Linked DNA regions of Zea mays: region 1 is linked to region 2. The links are chromatin contacts, called in public Hi-C maps. All regions are on one chromosome and are shown on one strand. The core of a region is the stretch at or near the end of the contact, and the rest is flanking DNA. Distances in the headings are between cores, read along the strand shown. Region 1 has its middle 73 kb from the start of LOC100281671. Region 2 holds the start of LOC100281671 (homeodomain protein JUBEL1).

Region 1 (6,512 bases), core at 3,001-5,500, 74 kb after region 2:
AATACCCCCAACCACCACCATTCAAGCTATCCAAGCTTCTCACTCTTCTAATTCAATACAAGAGCAAAGGATATACACCAAAGACACAATCAAAGCATTCAATCCTCTCCAAGCTCCAAAATCAAGTCAAGTGATCAAAACCGTTTAGTGACTTGAGAGAGGGTGATTTGTGTTTCTTTTGTTGCTCTTGAAGCTTGGTTGCTTTTTCCTTATCATTCTAATCTTTCCAAGTGCTTTGTAATTCTAGCAAGAGACACCTAATTGTGTGGTGATCCTTGCGGGGTCTTAGTGACCCGTGTGATTAAGAAGAAGCACTCGACCGGTCTAAGTGACCGACTGAGAGAAGGAAAGGGTTGGGATAGACCTGACCTTTGTGGCCTCCTCAACGGGGAGTAGGCTCTTTGGAACCGAACCTCGAGAAACAAATCACCGTGTTCATTTGTGTTGATCTTCATCACTCGATTTGTTTCTCCCCTCTCCTATCTCGCTCTAAAGTTCTCTTGCTCGTATTGTTTTGATTGGCTCCCAAAGTTATACACATTGATTGAGCAACTCATAGCAAGAGGAACTATCTTTCGCACTCCAAATTCACTATTATTTATTTCTAACCCTAACCTAGGGTAAAGTGTGTGTTCAAAGTTCATAATTTTTAGGTTTCTCCTATTCACCCCCTCTAAGCGACTTTCAATTGGTATCGGAGCCCGATGCTTCATTAGAGTTTAACAACTCGAAGTGATATCGGGAGAACACGCCAAAAGAGAGATGGTGACCGGGGAAAAGCCTGGATCTTCGGGAAAGAAGAACGAAGAAAGAACTCCATCGAATGAGGCCGACGACAAGCACAAGGAGCACAAGGAGGTATCCGTAGGCTCCATCAAGTCACATAGGAAGGGTGACAAGAAGAAAAAGAAAATTTAGAAGGTGGTCTACTACGAGACCGACTCTTCATCACCTTCCACCTCCGGCGCCGAGTCCACATCTTCAAAGCGCCAAGAGCGTAAGAAGTATAGTAAGATGCCTCTTCGCTATCCTCACATTCCTAAACGCGCTCTTCTACTTTCCATACCCCTAGGCAAACCACCATATTTTGATGGTGAAGATTATTGTATGAGGAGTGATAAAATGAGGCACCATCTAACCTCACTCCACGAAAGTATATGGGATATTGTTGAGTTTGGAGCGCAGGCACCACAAGTGGGCAACGAGGATTACGACTCTGATGAGGCCACCCAAATAAGGAACTTTAATTCCCAAGCCACCTCTATACTCCTCGCTTCCTTGTGTCGAGAGGAGTACAACAAGGTGCAAGGGTTGACGAGTGTCAAAGAAACTTGGGACATCCTTAAAACGGCACATGAAGGGGACGAGGTGACCAAAATCACCAAGCGCGAAACGATCAAAGGAGACTTGGGTGATATCCCAAGTGCTTTACCGTAAGGGGACTTGGGCGATATCCCAAGTGCTCCACCATAAGGACCAGTTCATTGGGTGACCATTCGAAAAAATAGTGCAACCATGTGGGTGGTATGAGATACCCTTAGCTGATTAATTAGAGAAACCTGAGGTGTAGTTTGCTTCGTCGTCGTGCCATCAATAGAGCCTAAGCCATAGTACTCGCTCTACCAAGGGTGGTTCGCCACCTTAGGGAGGTTCACTATACTATTGAACTAGGTAAACCTAATTTGAGTGTGACAATTTTGTCATTATCTCAAGCAATTGTATAGTTCCATGAGTCTATTGTCATGTTAACATCTTCTCGCTGGTTGGCTTGGTAACCTTTTCTTTTGCAGCATTAGCTGGCTTCAAAGAATACATCTTTGGTGAAGGGACATTGAAGTGCTTCTATTTCTTCAGGCCATGTGTTACTTCTTTCTCTTTCATGGTCACCTCATGCTTCTCTTTACCCTACTCTTGTCATCCCTAGCGGGATTCAAGTAGTCTAGATATTCAAATCTATATGCCTTAAAAACTCGGTTGTACCTCTTCTTGCCTCAATGATTAAAGGCTTTAGTCATCAACTTCTCTTTGGTTATATAGTTTGCAAGTATTTTATTGGTCATCATGTTGATAGTGGTAAGCCAATCCTCACAAGGCTCGGAGTACTTGCTAAAGGGTTGAAACTTGAAGGGCAATGTGATAAACTCTTTGTTGAAATTCTTCTTCATATGTTCTTCATTATTAGGCTTTAGCATTGACCAACCATCTTTTACCATGAAAAATAATATGTGATATGCTCTTGAGATAGGTTGTGCAAGTGCATGCGTTGACAAATAATGTTTTAAGCAAACATCACTACCGTTGAAGCGCTAGCAAAAAAACACAATATATGTTTTATCCCAATTGAAGGTATATCCCTCTTTGCCACTAGCCTTTGTCTAATATTTTAGTTCATGAATTCGGTAGCAACACTCCTAGTAGGCTTCGGTTAGATTGCTTTAGATAGCCTAATGAATACTACAAGTCACATCATGGCACTTGGAATCAGCTAGTGGAAGTATATGTCATACGTTTTTAGCACCTTCGTCCCCTGACCCTCATTTTGTTAACCTTTGGCTCAACAGAACAAGGGATGTACAATGGAGAAAATCTTTGGCTGGCAAACAACTTCGTCGGACTGCTTTGTCTCATCGGTGGAGATTTGAAAGTGGATATCACAAATGGAGTTGGCAAGCGATTCTTTGATGATGACTTGAATGCGGTAGCAAAAGAATGATTGACGAGACTTCTGGCTAAGAACGACATCGAGAACAAATCTCATCTAAGGGAAGATGTGCATGGCACATCAATGTAGTCAAAGGATGAAACCATACACCCTTGAATATGAAACATTTGTATGTTAGAGAGAAGGGTAAAAATATAAATGTACATAAGATTGTATAGGAACTCAACCCTTATATATAGTTGAACAGTGTGATCGTGTGAACGGTCGGCCACACGAGGAACTCATGCTCAGCATTTGCTTGAGCCAAAAGAGAGCCTATGAAGGTATCATTTTTTGCTAAAGTTATCACCTTTATTTGTGCATGAATTCCATTATTTGTTTGTTTGTTTGTTTTGAGCCCTTACTTTGTCTTAATACAATCAGTTGTTCTCGTTTTACTGTTTGACCCAAAGGTCATTATATCACATAAGAATATTTAAGGGAGACAAAGTAAGAACCATTAATTGCATTCATCAATCATTGACAAGGGTAAAAGATGCTTAATCGACCTCTCCAACCAAAGCAGAGGAATAATAGAGTAACTGTGTTTCCCTATTATTGTTCTTTCATAATTTCAACTAATCCTGAAATTACCATTGGAAAAGAAATAGTAGTGTAACTTGATTGAAAGTGGCTAGAAAAAATTCTCTTCAAACATAGGCAAAACATTCCAAATACTATAGTACCAATACACACACTATTGACACACATATGTCATGCTCACTAATGTTTGCCATCATACTTGACTTTTGATTTGAGGATGTTGTCACATCTATGAAGGATCCAAGAGATTCACAACGTGTGCCTCATCTGAAAAGTAGGAAAAATATCATCCACAGATTAAAGGCATTTGTGTGAGGACTCTAGGGCCCAAATATAAATCTCCAGTGTGAATTATAAATTGCAAGAAAAATGCATTTTTATGCCGCTTGGGGGATTTCTCCAAAACTAAAAAAAAACTCTAGAGGGAAACTATTGTTGTGTGTGGTGTAGTTTTTAAGTTTTCTCCCTCTGCAATTAGTTGAAAGGACTAGACATGATAAGAAGGACCAAAACTATTGCACAGTTAAGATTTTCGTGCCATCGCCGTACAATCAAGTTACCAAAAGTCATAAACATCTAAAAAACAAAGATATACATTATTTTTATTCTATTAATATATTAAACTTAAAGTTATGTTTCACCATATGGTAAATAATATAAAAAGGAGAAACTTCAATCATTTTTAAGTCCTTTAGATTTGATAGATTTTTTTATGTATTTTAAAATAGAATAAACAATTTAAAATTTGATATATTGATAGAGTAAATATTGAAATTATAAAATTTTAAGAATATTTTTATGCCTTTAGTAGTTTTATCGTATGATGATTATATAAGAAAATTTATTGTACAACAGTTTTTTTTGCGGATAAAGAGAGCAGAACACAAACTTGGACGTGGACTAGAGTGACAGCATCCAAAGACCTCGCCCACTCTCCTCTTGTCTCGGCGCCGCCTGACGCCAATCACGTGAGACGACGGTTCCCCCACGTGCACATATGGCCACGTCAGCTCCGTCATGAGCAACCCGCTGCTGGATCGTTGCGTTGAGCAGCTGCATCTGCCTGGTAGATACCTCAAACGGCCAAGCTGAGCGCTCGTCTGGCGTACGTTGGTCAGCCACGACAGACGACGACTCCCCAAGATCTTGTTGCTCGGCCAATGTCTACCGGCCCTCACGAAACGAGCAATTTTGTAGGCGCCAGAGCATGAAAAGCTCGGGTAGGCTACAGAGTACACAAGGCACGACGCGTAGATGCATCTCACGAGGTCGGTCGCAGTCTTTTTTGAGGTGTGGTTTGGTTTGTACGTACTACTAGAAAAAAGAAGGATACTCTGACCGTCAGAGCATCCTTCTTTTTTTTCTAGTAGTACGTCTGACCTGCGGTAATATCATTTGTTTTTTTCCAGATCAGATGGCCAGTCATGTCACCCGCGTGGCGCGTGTGACGTGTGACGCAGGACAAGGCTACACTTTCGCCGGAGTTCTTTCTCCCGAAGAAAGTTCTGACGGTAGTTCTGACGGTTAATCAAGGAGCGGCAGCAGGTTGTGGTTGTCAGCACCCACCAGGACACGGAAGTACGAAAAAAATACTAATGCAATTGGTTGTTTATTGACGTGGCCTAGTGGTGTTTAATGTAGAAACTTTGAGGTGTCTAAAGGGGTTTTTTCCCAAAAACGTGAAGGTGTCTCTCCGTTAAGAGACATCTATTGTTCATAACCCAAGTAGTAACAAATGCCTCACTTCCCATTGTACGAATTCGTCGTCTGTTTTATTGATCCGATGCTATATAAGCGCATTTACTTCTATATTTATTAGTAGGCGACATTTATAAACAATCCATTGTATAATAGAGTATCTTAGTTGTCTCTTGTGCTTGGAGAACCGTTTTGATGTCTCTTCACTATACATGTTGTCGGAAAGTCGAACCACATAAGCTACTGGTAGGTGGCACAAAAAGAATCGATCCAATTGTGATGCTTAACAACGATACACGTATGCTAATAATTAGGTCCGATCCTCTCTTTTTTATTATATAGTACTATAAAAGAGATAGTAGTAGTAGTCTGCCTACTCGGTTTATACAAAAAAAGATATCTTGATCACACAACAGTAGTGCTAGTATACCTACGATCGACACATAAAATGTAGTGGACCGATTAAATCGATCCAGAGACTAGTTAAACCATTGTTGATCCTATTCTTCGTTGGTAGACTTTCGAAAACCTCCTAGAAAGAATCATCAGGAGGAGCACATGGAAGGTGTTCTATGGTCGGCAAGGCCACCTAAAACACCGCTAAATCTCGCTGGAAAAAGTGACAAACATCAAGATATAGAGGGGGAAATGAAAGAGATGGATGTATTTTTTGTCTATTGGATATTGGATACCTCAATATACCGCGATACTCTCATATATAGAGAGAGGATGGTTTTATCATAGTATGAACCAATTCCATAACATGTTTATCAAGTTTCCAATTCCAAAATCCGATTAGGAAATAAATTAGTTTGAAGAACCACCAAAAGTTGGCCTAGCTGACCACCAAAGTCGGCTCAATCGGGTTTCGCGAGGGAAGTCGATAGTGTAGATGGCTTGACAATATGAAGTTGACCTGGTTAGGTCCAGAAGGCGACCTAGTTGGCTTTAGTAACCTGATGTGGCCAGTTTTGGGGTCGGTCTAGCTGACTCTAGCGAAGAAAATGCCCTTCTTATTTGTTCCAATTTTGCATATCAACATATGCCCCTGTTTTTCATAAAAACATATATGAATCAAAACTACTAAATAGTGGTAATATGCAGCTCATCGGCTATCTAGCATTTAAGGGTGATGTATACATTGACCATATTTGTTCCAATTGCGACACAAGTATTGGTCATTGCTTTGAAGACACTCTAGGCCTCTTGCCAAACATTTGGAAAATATTATTTTCAAATATCTTTTGATGATTGTTCTTGGGAGACTATCACAACACCTCTAGCATATAACAATTTCTAAATATGACTTTGATCGCTTTATAAGGATCTTCCCAACTCTGTGACCACTTACCAAACTTGTCGCCCTTCTATCTAATTTGTACTATGGTTTTCCACACTATATCTCTAACTTGAAATGACTTTATTTTGAATTTTTCATTGTGCACTCTAGCACCATGATCCTTGTCCTTCTCCATATACATAAGAGACTTTAATCTCTTATCTATTACTTCATGAGTGAAAGCATCTAGGCCCCTGGTTGGTTTTAGTGATTAATGACAACGTAAGATTA
Region 2 (6,654 bases), core at 1,067-3,566:
CTCTCCTCTCTCGTACCACCAGCTAGTAGCTGCTGCTTCTGCTGGATCATCGGTTGTAGTACTGTACTGCTACGTACGTACCGGCTCTGCACACCTACCGCCGCGGCCGCAACTACCTTAACTAGCGCCGCGCGCCTCCGTGGCCACGATCGAGCGTCGTCGTCGGCCGGAGCTTATTAGCTATGGCGTCAGCAAACCCATGCACCTAGCTATATGCATGCAAGCTAGATAGACGATGAAGCAGAAAGGAGGGGAACGGATGGAGTCCGCGTGTGTGTGTGTGTGGATGATGAGACAGTGGACGTGCCTCGTCGAGCATGGAGATGAGCTTGGCCTTCTTGCGCTGCTGCTCGAACCGGTCGGCGGGGGACAGCTGCGGGGGCTCCTTGTTGGGCGCGGACGACGGGGACTGCGCGGCGGCGCCGGAGCTGGAGGCGCCGCCCTTGTTGCCCGGGTTGTTGTTAGGGTTAGACGCCGAGGCCCCTCGCCCGCCGCCCTTGATCTGCCCGCGCCCGACGCTGCAGAACTCCTCGAGGAGCTCCTGCGCCGCGCGGGTGTACTTGGAGTTGCGCAGCACGCCCGCGACGCCGGCGGGGCCGTAGCCGACGTGCAGCTGCTGCCCCAGCGCGCCGACCTGGCCGTGCAATGCCATCGGCAGCTGCTGCTGCTGCTGCTGCTGCTGGCGGTTGAAGTAGAGCACGCCGTCCCGGACCCTCAGCTCCTCGGCCTGCTTCGCCATCTCCAGCTGCTGCAGCGACGGCGACAGCGACAGGGACAGCCCCTGGCCTTCCACGACGCCGGTCCCGGCGCCGCCGCCAAACGGGGCCCCGGCGTTTCCGAACGCCTGGAACGCCGCCTCGTGGTGCTGGACCTGGACGTCCGACGGCGACGGCGGCGACGATCTGGACTGCTGCTGCTGCTGCGGGTTCATCAGGAAGAGCTGCATCGCGGCGGCCGGGTCGGTGGCCAGCCCAGCCATGCTGCCCTGCTGCTTCGGGGACGACGTTTCACCTAACGACCCCATGTTGGCCCCACCACCGAGGACCAAGCCAGCAGCACGACCCGCCGCGCCGGCCCCGACGAACCAACCGCCGTCGCCGGACAAGCCAGCCACCACCCCTCCGGGCCCCTGCTGCTGCTGCTGCCGTAGCCCCCCGAAGCGGTAGTTGGCGCCCATCTGGCTGGCCAGCAGCTCGGTGGCGGAGGGCCCCGACGGCGGCGCGGGGAAGTTGAACATCTCGGAGAGCATGTTGGAGGCCCCAGCTGCGGCCGCCGCGTGCTCGTACATGGACCCGGGCCCGCCATGCTCGTCGCCCTCGATGGGGAGCAGGCCGTGGCCGCCGCCGGCGGCCGGGTCGAACCCCTGCACCCTCAGCTTGTCGCGGCGGCTCTGCTGCGCCACGTGCTGCTGCTGCTGATGATGGTCCTGGTGGCCGGAGTCGTCCGGGCGGTCGAAGCCATCCGAGGAGTAGCCGTAGACGCCGGCGCTGCCCTGGTGGAATCCCTGCGAGTGGGACATAGAAGCCGCGGTAGCCGCCCTGGTGGCGGCGGCGGCGGAGATCGCTGCGATGTTGATCTTGGTGCGTTGGCTCACGTACGTGGTGGTCTCGTACGGTGGCGCCGCTACGCCCATGCCGGCGGCGCCACTGTCATCATCATCGGCGGGATCCCGGCCACGACCTCCTTCCTGCGAAGCTCATGAGCAGCAGCAGCACCATCGTAATAAGCACCGGCCAGGCGGGGAAAACGAATATAGAATCCAAATTAAGAAGACGATGAACCGAATTGCACTCTCCCAAAGCAAAGAAATCGAAAAATAAAGGAACTCTCCAACTAGCTAGCTTTGCATGTATACGAAGAAACAAAAAAGAACCGATCGATCGACCGGGCAACCAAAGCTGAACGAAGGAACGAAGCATGCAGGATAGTGAGGAGGAGCTAGCTCCCGGCGCTGCTGCTTACCTTAGCCTAAGAGGAACTAGCTACCACATCGTTATCTGGGTGCGGGAGTAGTGAAAGGCCTGCCTCCGAGTCCAGCCGCTCCTCTCCATCTCTGTCTCTCTCTCCTTGTCTCCCGAAATTTCTTTATCCCTCAATCCCTCTCCTCCCTCCTGTGCTGCGTGCGTGTGACTAACTATATATTTTTTTTGCCCCCTCCCCTCCTTGTCCGGTCGGGTCGGGCGGCGGCCGAGCACGCAGACGCAGCCTTGTGCGATCGATCGCCTTCCGATTCCGAGAGAGGGGGACGGCGAGGAGCGCGACGACGCGCAAAGGGGAGGGCGAGGCAAGCAGCTGGCTCTAGCTAGGCTATAGTAGTAGCGCGTAGGGCGGGTGGCCGGTTGGTATATAAAAAAACCGAGCTCCTTTTCCCCTCCCTAGCTCTCCTCCTGCCGCCGTGACTGCTGCTGCAGATATTGGAGTTGGACGGGGGCGTGCTCAGTCCAGAGGGGGGGAGGAGGAAAGGAAGACGTCGCTGTCCCTGGCCTCGCTAGCTCTCCCTCTCCATTCCTCCTTTGGGGATCCCTCTTTTTTCTTTTATGCCCTCGCTTGTACCGCGTTTAATAATCGGGCGTCGTTGTTGTGTTGTGGTTAAGTTATTGTTGCTGGTGCTGGTGATGTCGTACGCTTGTTTTCATTTGTCCCCCCCACCCATCCACTCTAGCTCTCTCTCTCCTTTTCATGGCTCTTTTGTTTTCTATCCTCGAATGACTTTACAGCTGATTTTTAGCAAGAGACTAGCTGCAGCTAGCCGCTATATATGGGTACTTCTCAACATGCAACAATTCGAGCGAGCGCCTAGCTAGTACATGTACACACACCGTACCGGCAGCCGACCAACTATCTCGCTCCCCTCGCTCGCTGTGCGAGCTAGATACAAGGTGGAATGGAAGATGATGTTGATCATGTCGAGTATTATCCAGCAGGGAGGCAGAGGGGAGGAAAAAAACAGATGGAAAGCAAGTAAAGGGGGCAGGGTCGTCTGATGGGAAAAGAAAGCGATGAGGAGGCGTCCCTCTCTGCGTCTTTCCATCTTTTCTTTTTCATTTCGAAATTGACCAGCACTCGGGGACGCCCCTGCAGCCGAGGCGCGCGAGGAGGAAATAATCCACCCCGGCAGATCAAATTATCTTTTTTTTATGCAAAAAATATATAAAAAAGATAAGCAAAACTTTCCGTGTGCTATGCTAGCTAGCTCCTCCGATCCAACCAACGCCATATGTTTACGTCCTCGCCTTTATTGCGAAACCGAGAAAATGATAAAAAAAAATCTCGGCCCGGCCGGTGGTGGGTGCGACGAATCTCCTATGCTTTATTTTTTTCCCCGCCTGCTTTCTGATGAAACATTTAATTAAATGGAGAAAGGAAAACGAAAGCGGGATTGCTGTTGCGCTTGCGCCGCTGCAGATTCGTCTCAACCACGCGGGCGCGCGTGCGGCTGTGGTGTGCGAGAGCGTCGCTAAGGGTCTGTTTGGTTGGGCTGTGGCTGTGAAAAAAGTTGCTGTGGGCTGTGAGCTGTGGAAAAAGCTGCTGTAGGCTGTAAGTTGTTAAAAAGCTAAAAACCGTTTGATGGAAACCACTAAAAGTCGTTAAAAATTCTTCGATATATGTTTTCATAGTTCCATCCGAAAAGCCACTAAAAGCAGGTCCAGAGGTGCTTTCAGATTTGCACTACGAGAAAGTCGGCTTTTAGAAAAAGCTGCTTCCTGGATCCAGCCCTTTGGTTGGCTTTTGGTTTTTAGAGAAACAAAAGCCAAAGCCAAAAGTCAAACCAAACACACCCTAAACCTGACGACGCTACTACTGCGCGCGTGTGTGCTGTGCAGGCCTAATCAATCCGTCCCCAACCGCTAATAATCCAACCGGCCGGCTTCGCCCTTTTTTATTAATTTTTTCCTTGCTGATGATCCTGGCCGTACGTTGACCTGCTCGGCGTTCGGCACGTCCAGGCCCTTTTTCTAGGCTTTCTTGCTGTAGCGTTTAGCGCGCAGTGATGGTGGGGTTTTAAGAGAGGCGGTTGAGGGGATAGATAGCTCGGTGCATGCGTCGCGCGCGTTTCTCCGGCCATGCGGGCAGTCTGCATGGTCGTCTTGACTTTTCTGTCTAATCCGCCTGAGCTAGCGGGGTCGGAAGAGAGACAGATGATGAGGAGGAGAGGATGAGGCCGGCGCCGGTGATCGAGCTAGCCTCAGCCGCGGCGCCGCACCACCGTACAGGATCGGAGTACAGACGCGCCAGAGAGCTAGCTCTTGTTAGCTTCGAGCGTGCTAGCTGTACGTGCGAGTGACGCTCTTTTTTTTTGGGGGGGTTAAATTCGGTCGTCTCCATCTTTATCGTCGGCGAGCCGGGGCCGTCGGACGGGGATCGGGCGGTGGGCGGAGCGGTGGTCCAGGCGCGCGATAGCGGCCACGGGCGGGGCTTGTCGGCCGCTGGGAGCGGAGCGGTGCGGAGGGGAGGGGGATTGCCGTCTCGATCAATTATTGGGCCCTTGTGATTTGGACTCGGCACCAACTCAATCCTAGTCTCACACAGTGATCATGTGTTATCTAACTGTGGGCCCCCCGCGCGCGGGAAAAAAAAGGTGCTTGGCTTCAGGCTATACGTACGTACCGACAGCACTCGAGAGCAAGCCATTCATGAACTACTCTCCTCCGAATCGGCGTACTATCATTTCCAAGTCTTAAACGACCATATATTTATTATTCTGCCATGCAATTCTTCTTCTTAGACTTCCGTTTGGTTTTTTTATTCAACGACTAAAGTTTAATTAAGAGATTAAGACCCCGTTTGATTCTTTTAGTTCAACGACTAAAATTTAGTTAGAAGGCTAAAGTTTAGTCTCTACCCTATTTTGATTCCAGAACTAAAACTATTTAAAACAAATTAAATAAATCATAAGAGGATTCAAATACCCCTTGGCAATTGGTGCTCCGCTTCTGGCTCCTCTTGGACGCTCCCCGTCGTCTTCACTATCGAGCTTCTAGCCAAAATGTCGTAGGCCTCGTTCCCTTTGGTACATGGTGGCGGTCGTGTCACAAACGCGGTTGACAAGGTCTCGCAAGACTTTTGTCCCACTTGGTACAATATTACAATGGCTCGCGCAAGTGCCGAGGGGTTTTGTGGGTTTTTTTAAACTCACTCAACTAACTAGGAACAACCTAGAGCTAGCACAATAGCGATCTAACTACCGTAAGCACATCGCAAAAGCACTTATACTGATCACCCGATGAATCTCTTTTGCATTTGTGTGTTGAATCTCTTAGAAATGTGCCTCTATGCTTGAGATATGTTTCTTGTGCTCCACACAATCCAAATGGCCGATTGGATGGGTATAAATAGCCTCCCCCTCAAATAGAGCCATTGGACTGAAAGTAGCAGTTTCTGTCGTTGGGCGCACTGGACAGTCTGTTACACACCGGACATGTCCGATGTCCTAGCCACGTCATCCAAGGATTGAGAAAGCTGTTGCAGATGACCGTTGTCCTGCTGTCAGCCTTACTTTGGATAGTACGGTGGTTCACCGGACAGTCTGGTGGCTCTCCTCCGTAGTGCCTCCTGGAACTAGCTGTTGTGCTCCTATTGCCTGGTGCACAGAACAGTCCAGTTGTAGGGACCAGACAGTCTGGTGAGCCTCCACTGCATCTCCGGTGCACAAGCTAACAACCCTTCTCAATTTTCTTCACTTCTTTTGATTGGGATTCTTTTGGACTTGTGCTTGATATTTATTGATCCTTAGAGCCTCAGTCCAATCCACTTCGCATACTGGGAACTATAACTTTATGTAGGAGCTGGAACATGGAGCCATCCAAACACCCCTTATTACCGTACTTGTGTTGCGTCGGATCACAATTTTTTAGACTAAGTTTTAGTAATATATTGATCCATGTTCCACACAGTAAGGCTAGTCCCATGGATACTGTTAGATGTAAGGTAGGATTATGACATTGAATTTAATAAAGAGCTGTATATATAAAAAAGTTGTATAATCCTAAAGATATAATTTGGACACGTCTTCCAAAGTTAGACAATTGTGCAGAATCCTTAGATACACGCATTATATTGTGATCATTACGGGTAATGAATCACGATCTAAATATTTCTTCACGATTCGTTTTTGAGCCTTTAATTAATTTTAGTTCCAAAATAAATAGAAATAGAGCCATGCAAATACGTTCTGATTCTTAATTTTTAGAGTATAAAAGGTAGAGTCTATTACCGTAATTGGCTAATTGTGATAGAACATATACAATAATCAATTGTTTAGTGGCTCCTAAGGGTATTTTCAACCCATTGTTTCTTATCACGATATACAAAGCTGCCACATCATATGTTGCTATAGAAGATATTGTTGTTACAATATATAGTATCATGTGTTGTTTTATAGTCCCCACAAGACAATTAAATGCTACACTACCGGAAAACGGATCTTTGTCGAGTGCCAAGTGATCTACCGAGGCACTCGACAAAAAAACTCTTTGTCGAGTACCAAACAAAAAACGCTTCGCAAAAAAACACTCGGGCAAAGAGCTTATTTGCCGAATGTTTTTTCGATACTAGGCAAAACAAGTTTTAAATCACATTTCGAAGCAGTAAATTAATTCAAATGGGAAACATTTACAACTACAAAGTTGTATAACTCATCAAAATGTACGAATG

Evidence for each region. Hi-C and Micro-C count contacts between places; a contact is called where the count stands out from the background.
Region 1: a Hi-C map of leaf shows a contact between it and region 2, with 4 times the contacts expected there. The contact joins the enhancer-like site here to the promoter of LOC100281671 in region 2. A contact is called at or near these places in 4 of 25 Hi-C or Micro-C datasets (ear, endosperm, leaf and 1 more) and 1 of 3 datasets of contacts at active chromatin or transcription factors (leaf).

Annotation. Positions count from the first base shown.
Region 1 is chr1:279,731,056-279,737,567 of Zm-B73-REFERENCE-NAM-5.0, forward strand. No RefSeq gene overlaps it. Among protein-coding and RNA genes, the nearest start is that of LOC100281671, 73 kb to the left of the region's middle. Within about 2 kb of position 4,251, at least 13 of the 20 cell types and tissues checked have an H3K27ac peak or open chromatin away from gene starts, as enhancers often do. A contact at or near this core is called in ear, leaf and tassel, where this site is marked.
Region 2 is chr1:279,658,732-279,665,385 of Zm-B73-REFERENCE-NAM-5.0, forward strand. LOC100281671 (homeodomain protein JUBEL1) reads right to left here and starts at 2,317. Exons shown (of 5, transcript NM_001154591.2): 1 at 1,963-2,317; 2 at 308-1,687. The coding sequence starts at 1,633.